Regions from separate parts of the Neogale vison genome. Here region 2 is linked to region 1. Evidence: chromatin contacts called from public Hi-C data. All regions are on one chromosome and are shown on one strand. The core of a region is the stretch at or near the end of the contact, and the rest is flanking DNA. Distances in the headings are between cores, read along the strand shown. Region 1 holds the start of RPS10 (40S ribosomal protein S10). Region 2 holds the start of SMIM29 (small integral membrane protein 29).

Evidence for each region. Hi-C and Micro-C count contacts between places; a contact is called where the count stands out from the background.
Region 2: a contact with region 1 is called in a Hi-C map of muscle, with 5 times the contacts expected there. The contact joins the promoter of SMIM29 here to the promoter of RPS10 in region 1. A contact is called at or near these places in 2 of 3 Hi-C or Micro-C datasets (fibroblasts and muscle).

Annotation. Positions count from the first base shown.
Region 1 is chr1:118,250,439-118,253,914 of ASM_NN_V1, reverse strand. It overlaps RPS10 (40S ribosomal protein S10), which reads right to left and starts at 1,656. Exons shown (of 6, transcript XM_044255058.1): 1 at 1,552-1,656; 2 at 576-725; 3 at 178-349. The coding sequence starts at 725.
Region 2 is chr1:118,418,853-118,422,328 of ASM_NN_V1, reverse strand. It overlaps SMIM29 (small integral membrane protein 29), which reads right to left and starts at 1,750. Exons shown (of 5, transcript XM_044255081.1): 1 at 1,705-1,750; 2 at 458-641; 3 at 247-272. The coding sequence starts at 568.

The DNA of each region.
Region 1 (3,476 bases), core at 407-2,906:
CCATGCCAGAGTACAAAGGTTCCAGGACTTGGCCCAGGTCCTGCAAGCCAGAGCCCCCTCTCAAGTGGACACCAATGGTGTATGGTAAGACCTCGTCTGTCTGATCCCCCCAAGTTTCACATACACCCCCCCAGAGAAGGATCAACTTCAGAGCAGGCCTTTACATGGGCAACATACCTTTGGGCCGTGGTCTGCCAGTCTCAGGGCGGCTGCGGCGCAGAGTGGCAGGCACAATCTCAGGGGGCAGGTGGAGGTAATCACGCAGATACTGGATACCCTCGTTGGTAAGGTACCAGTAGAAATGTCTCCAGGCAAACTGTTCCTTTACGTAGCCTCGTGATTTGAGAGACTGGAAGACAGAAAACAACTATCAGGACAGAACCAGAGGCTTCAATCGAGAAGCTTGGCGCAAAAGGAAGCTAAATTGCATAGACGAGTTTTCATGGTGTATCTACCTCAGCGCCCTTCAAGGCAGCAAGCAGCTCTGGCTGTCCTGACCTCTCCTTGGAATGTGCCTCGAACATTTAGTGGAAAATCCCTCCATCTGCACCCCACTCAAGCAGCCCCCAGGCTACCTGCATGGCCTTCATGACGTGAAGATTGGGAACGTTCTTGTCTGCCAACTCAGGGTGTTTGGGCATGTGGACATCCTTCTTGGCCACCATCACTCCCTCCTTGAAAAGGAGTTCATAAATGGCAATTCGGTTCTTCTTGGGCATCAACATCTGGAAGGAAGCATATCATCAGAACATTTCTGAGCAATGAAGCCAGGGCCCAGCAACCAAGTTCAGGACCCCAGAACGATCCCCAGGGAATCCCAGTCCAAAGGGCGGGTACCTCAAACCACACCGTGATAAACATGCAGAGAGAGCTTCAAACCCTGCAAAACTGGCTACCCTCCTCCACCTCTCAAACACCCTGGAGGAAAAACTTGCCATGATGTTTGAGCAAAACAGGAGTAGGGTAACTGCTCGCTACAGACTTTACTCTCACACCCACAGAAATATAACGTAGGGGCGGGGGGCAGCAAACCTTGTATTCCCGGACTATTTGGGTTAACACCAGCAACTGTACCTAGCGCGGAATACTTCCAGGGGCAAGGACGCAGGGTGGGCCTGGAGGGGAGCCCTCCCTTCGTGACAGGCCGCTGACCCCAAACCAAAGGGCCAAGGCCTTCGCACCCTCATCCCCTACCACTCTTTCCCCCAAACCAGAGCTCCAGGACCAGACCAGGAGGCGGTCAGGGATGAGGGACTCCGTATCGAAACAAAGGCGGGCAAGGGGGCCGCAGTCTCCCTAACCTCGCCAAAAGAGTCGCCGCGGCACCAGGGTTTCAATCCTCCCCGCCTCGACCTCCGCCAACCGGCCGCCAATCTTCTACCAGCTCCCCACCGCCCCCCGCGAAGTGCGCCCCCGGCCCATCTATCCAGAAATGGGCGCGCGGGGGAGCCACAGTGGCTCCCCCGTCCCGACGCCGGGGACAAGCGGCGACTACGACAGCTGGAAAACCAGGATGGACACCGATGGAAATTGGACCGCGGAGAAACGCACCTCGGCGGCTGCTACGTCCGGGGCCGGAGCTGGAAAGGAAAGGGCATGCGCGACGCGGCGCGGCGTCTCTTCCGGGCTGGCGTGCTCCGCCCCCCGCGAGGACCCGCGGGCCGCCTGGGGTGGCCTCGGAGGTGCCTAAAAGGGGCTGGATCGGAGGCGGCCGCGGACGCTGACCTCCCCGACCAGAATCGCACGTGGGAACCCTCGCTGGAACCTGTGAGCCTGCGTGCTTGTTCGGAGCATGGTTACTTTTATGCTTGGACAGGCACTTTAGAAGCACGCCACTTCTTTATTTCTTATCGACAAATTAACATTATCATGGAAGTAATAGATGTTTTTTGAGCGGGGAGAGAATAAATAGACAGAACAGTAACAGAGATAAAAGAATGAAACAGAATCCTATAGGCTAAAGAGAATGGCCATTCACATTTTGGTATATGTTTTTCCAAACTAAAACGCACCCAAGCAAATATATGTATGTATTTGAGAAAAATACATACCTGTATTATGTAAGATGTGGTTGGTGACCTGTGTTTTTCCACTTAACAATACATCGTAATTTCATGTTAGTTAATATCTAATTTGTAATGACAGTAGTCCTCTGTAGGATAGTTTAATCAATACCCTATGACTGGATATATATTTTTAAAGCCATTCACTATTATCAGTAATAATACCACACACATATGTGCACAATTGTCTACTATTTTCGTTAGAATATGCTCCTGGAAGTTGTAATTATTGAGTAACAAAGCACACATTTGTACATTTTTGACACAGTCTGCATTGATTTCCAGGAAGGCATTATCAATTTCATTCTAGGCAATGGTGACTAACAAGGCTCACATTCCTATTAATCCTGCTAGGATTGGATAATATTCTTATTCATTTTTTGTCAGTCCGATAGTAAGAAATATTAATTTAATTGCTCTTTTAATTCATTTTCATTGACTACTTATGCAGCTCATCTTTTGTATTCCTTCTTTTATTAATGGTTCATTTCCACCATCAGTTTTCTTATTGAAAGTTTTTTCCTATTGATTTGAAATCACTTTTTACATATAAAAGCTGTTAATCCTTTGTCACATACTTCTTCAAGAATTTACCCCATTTTTTCATTTGTTTTTATTTTCATGATATTTTGAAATGGAAGTTTCACATTTCTTTATATCCAAATCTTTATGGTTTCAGACTTTGGTACAATGTTTGAAAAGTCACTCAGCATCTCAGCATTATATAAATATTCACCTAGTTTTTCAAGTATATTTTTGTGGTCTTATTATTTAAAAAGAAATATTTCTGGGCACCTGGGTGGCTCAGTAGGTTAAAGCCTCTACCTTAGGCTCTGGTCATGATCCCAGGATCCTGGAATTGAACCCCACATTGGGCTCTCTGCTCAGTGGAGAGCCTGCATTCCCCTCTCTGTCTGCCTGCCTCTCTGCCTACTTGTGATCGTTGTCAAATAAATAAATGAAATCTTTTTTTTAAAGATTTTATTTATTTATTTGACAGAGAGAGATCACAAGTAGGCAGAGAGGCAGGCAGAGAGAGGAGGAAGCAGGCTCCCCACTGAGCAGAGAGGCTGATGCAGAGCTTGATCCCAGGACCCTGAGATCATGACCTGAGCCGAAAGCAGAGGCTTTAACCCACTGAGCCACCCAGGCGCCCCAAATAAATGAAATCTTATTAAAAAAAAAAAGAAATATTTGTCAATTTTGCAAGGTGGTAAGAGTTCTGGAGCTTGGTTGCACAAAAAATGTGAATTAATACTACCGAAACTGTATCCTTAATAATGGCTAAGAGACACGTGGGTGGCTCAGTTGTTTGGGTATCCAACTCTTGATTTCAGCTCAGGTCATGATCTTAGGGTCCTGGAATCAAGCAAGAAGTTGGGCTCCACGCTCAGCCTGGAGAATGCCTGAAGA
Region 2 (3,476 bases), core at 501-3,000, 170 kb before region 1:
GCCCTGGGGGCCTCTGGGGGCACACTACGGTTCTGAGAATACATGCCCGGTTCTAGAAGGGGCCCCTCTTCAGGGGTTCCAAGCCCAGTTTGGGCAGGAAACCCTCACAGCAGGGTGTAGGGAATTTTGGGCTGGTATAAGGAAAGCCCAAAGGCATCTTAACCTCGGCTGTAGAGAACCAAGCCTATGGGAAGAAACTTATGAGCCAAATGCAGGGGAAGTAACACTGGGGACAGGGACACTCACCGCTTTTTCTTCTGGACATACATTACCTGTAACAGAGACACAGCGCTGTGCAGGCTGCTGAGCCCAGGACGGCCCATGAGAGACCCACCTCTACCCCTTCACCCATCACAGCAGGACAGTGGAGATGAGTGGTGCAGGTTCACCAGCCCCACCACCCCCACTCCCAGCCAAAGTGTGTGTGTGTGTATGTGTGTCCGTGGGGGCTCCTTACCACAACCACCACCACCCCGACCAGGGTGATGAGGAAGAAAGGCCCCAACACGTAGCCCACCATGGAGTCGCTGTTGGCCTGGGGGGCATTGGGCACTGTAGTGTTACTCATGACATCGGCAGCTGGAGGGCTGGGTCGCCAGCATGGGCAGTGGGGCCTCGGGAGGGCGCCTCCACCAGGCTCCCTGCGGAGGAGAAAGGGAGGTGATTCGTTTGGCCCAGGGTGCCAGCCAAGCTCTGGATCCCTTTCCAAGAGCTGGTGATATATCAAAACTTAGGTCAGGCCCTGGGACGAGGGGTCCTCCAGGTCAGTGTGCTGGGCTTAACCCTCCAGTGACTCCAGGGAAATCCTGGGTGTGGAGGGCACCAAGGGGAGGCCAAGTGCTGCCCGGTTCCTGTCCCCAAGCCAGGGTGGGGCCCAGCTCTGGTGCTGGCCAAACACTGGCACCATCTCCTGGGAAAAGCTTAGATCTACGTTCGGAGCTCCTATTCTAACCTCTGGGGACACTGGGCGGCCAGCACCTGTCCAGTGGAGCAAAAGGGGGAGATTTGACAGATATATGAGGGTCCTGCGCTGTAGGGCCTCCGTGTGAGGCAGGAGCATCAGAAGGAGCCTGCCCCAATCCTGGTCCAATACCCCCACTTAGGCTACAGGCCTTCTCTGTGCCCTCCTTGTCCCTGGTGTGAGTGCGGACATACAGCCAGGACAGCCTCTCCTCCACTGTGATCGTGCCAGGGCGGACACGAGTGGGCAGGTATCTGCGAGGTGATGTCACCTACCTCTGGTCCCCAGCCGGGGCTCCGCCCAGGTCCCTCCCCTCTTTTAGCGTGGGCTGACAGGCGGAGGTGAGAGGGTCAGCTCCCATCGACAGATGCAAGGAGACTGCCGAGGGGCTCCTGTACGCAGACCCCAAAGTCCCCGACCCCGCTTCGCTTGGGTCTCCACTGGGGGACAAGGTATGAACTACCTGTCCCGGTGTCCGTGGGGGCACCGAGCTTGCACGGTCGCATGCACGCCGTCCCACGGTCGAAGGGACCTGCCGAGGTGGGGCGGATGTCGGGCCGCTCCCAGGATGCGGACCAGCATCGCCGAGTGGGAGGTATAGTTCCCACGACGCTGGGCGCCTCAGGCCGGGGAAGGGAGTTTGGGGGGCTGCAGGTAGAGCCCGGACATCCCGGAATCGCGGCACCCCGAGACGTGGACCCGCGCCGGCGCTCTGCAGCCCATCCAACCCGAGCATGCCTTACCTCCCGCCGCAGCAGCCCGGACAGGAACGCCCTCGGTTGGCTCCCAGGCCCCGGAAGAGCCGGCAGGCGCGTGATCAAAGGACCCGGGGAAATGGGCGGGGCCTCAGCCCCGGGGTGCAGCCAATCCAGTGGCGGAAGGCTGCTGGCCGGGAGACTTCTGGAGCGGCCAATCCGGAGCTGGGGGGTGCGCGGGGCGAAGGCGGGGAGGGCCGGGGTTGCAGGGCCCACCCCGCGGCAGTAGGGGGCAGGCGAGCGCCGCGCAGCGGGGGTAGAAGAGCGCGCGGGGAGGGGCGGGGCAGCTTCCCGGCGTTCCCCGGGGCGGACACCGGCCGGGCGCCCGCGCGGGGGATCTCTGGTTGCGGACTGCGGCCCGGCGTTGCTTCCTCGTCCTCCCGGGTGGAACCCAGGTGTCGGGCCAGGCCACACCCTGAAGCTTAGTCCCGGCGTGCGGCGACTAGCAGCTCCCTCCGCCGCTGGGACCCTGCTCGGGGCCTCCACGGACTCCATTAGTGGTTGCGGAGCCTTCCAGGCCTCCTAGTGCCCCCAGGGGCCCACGGGGTTGTGCTCAGAGGGTAGATAGAGTAGGCAAGCCTGGGTTAGCTCCTGCCAGACCCACTCACCCTCCACCCTTCTCCGCACCTCAGTCTTAACGTCTTGGAAACAGGTTCTGGTGAGGATTAAGCGATCGCGTGGATGAGGAGTCCAGGACATACTAGGCCCTGTTAAAATCCCTCACTAACCTCCGTCCTGTTTGCAGGGGCACTGATGGAGTAGCGGGGTGCAGTACCCCCGGGCCACAAGCAACTTAAGTAGGTAAATTTGGAACCTTTAGTGGTCTAGCATTACAGTGGCACACACCATAGATGGACTGATGGATTGTACCAATGTTCGCATCCTGGTTGTGATACCCCGCTATGTCAACATTGGAGGAAGCTAGGCAAAGCGCAAAGGGGGTGTCTTATTTCTTACAACTGCATGTGAATCTACAATTACTTCAAGTACGTGTGTGTAGCTTTGTACCCAGACCTTCCCACCTTTCCCCCCAAATCACACACGGTTATCAAAGCTCCAGACTGGCAGGTGATGGAAGCCACCCAGAAACATAAAAGATGTGGGACCTGAACCAGGCTGAGGCGCTCCAGGGTCCTTGGGTGCTACTGGAGTTAAAGGGATAACCTAGATCACCTCATTCTTGCCAGAAATAACCAATGGCTTGGACATGGTTGAGCCACTTGGTCTGGTCTGGTCTGTTTCCTTGGGCCCTTCCAAAAGGAGGTTGGATGCCTCTGCATAGACCAGCCTAGAACCAGAGGGCTGTTGGGAACTCTGGCCTCTTGCCTTCAGACACCATCGTCTGACAGGTAGGAAATCAGAGATAAGGGGAAAGGAATGACAGAAATGCCTGGATCCAGAGGCTACGGGTGGATCCCTGCTGTTCTCAGACTTTTGAGCCTGAAGATTAAGGAGACCACTCATCCCAAGCTTCCGTCAGAACTGAGGCAGAGGGAAGGGGCTACCTTCCCTGGTGGAGCCTACCCTACAAGGAGGTTAGAATCAAATGATAGGTCCTCTGTCCTCTTCTTTACAATCTCTGACCACATAACTTGAGGGCCTTCTAGGAGGGGTCTTAGCAGTCAGTTGGCTAAGGCAGTGTGTAGAAAGGACTGGGGTGTCAGTTTCAGAAACTCAGCATGTTTTTACTTCTCTGACTCCTAGGACAATTTCAGTATATGTGCTGCAGAAATGAGCACACCTTACTCCCCGGACAGAAC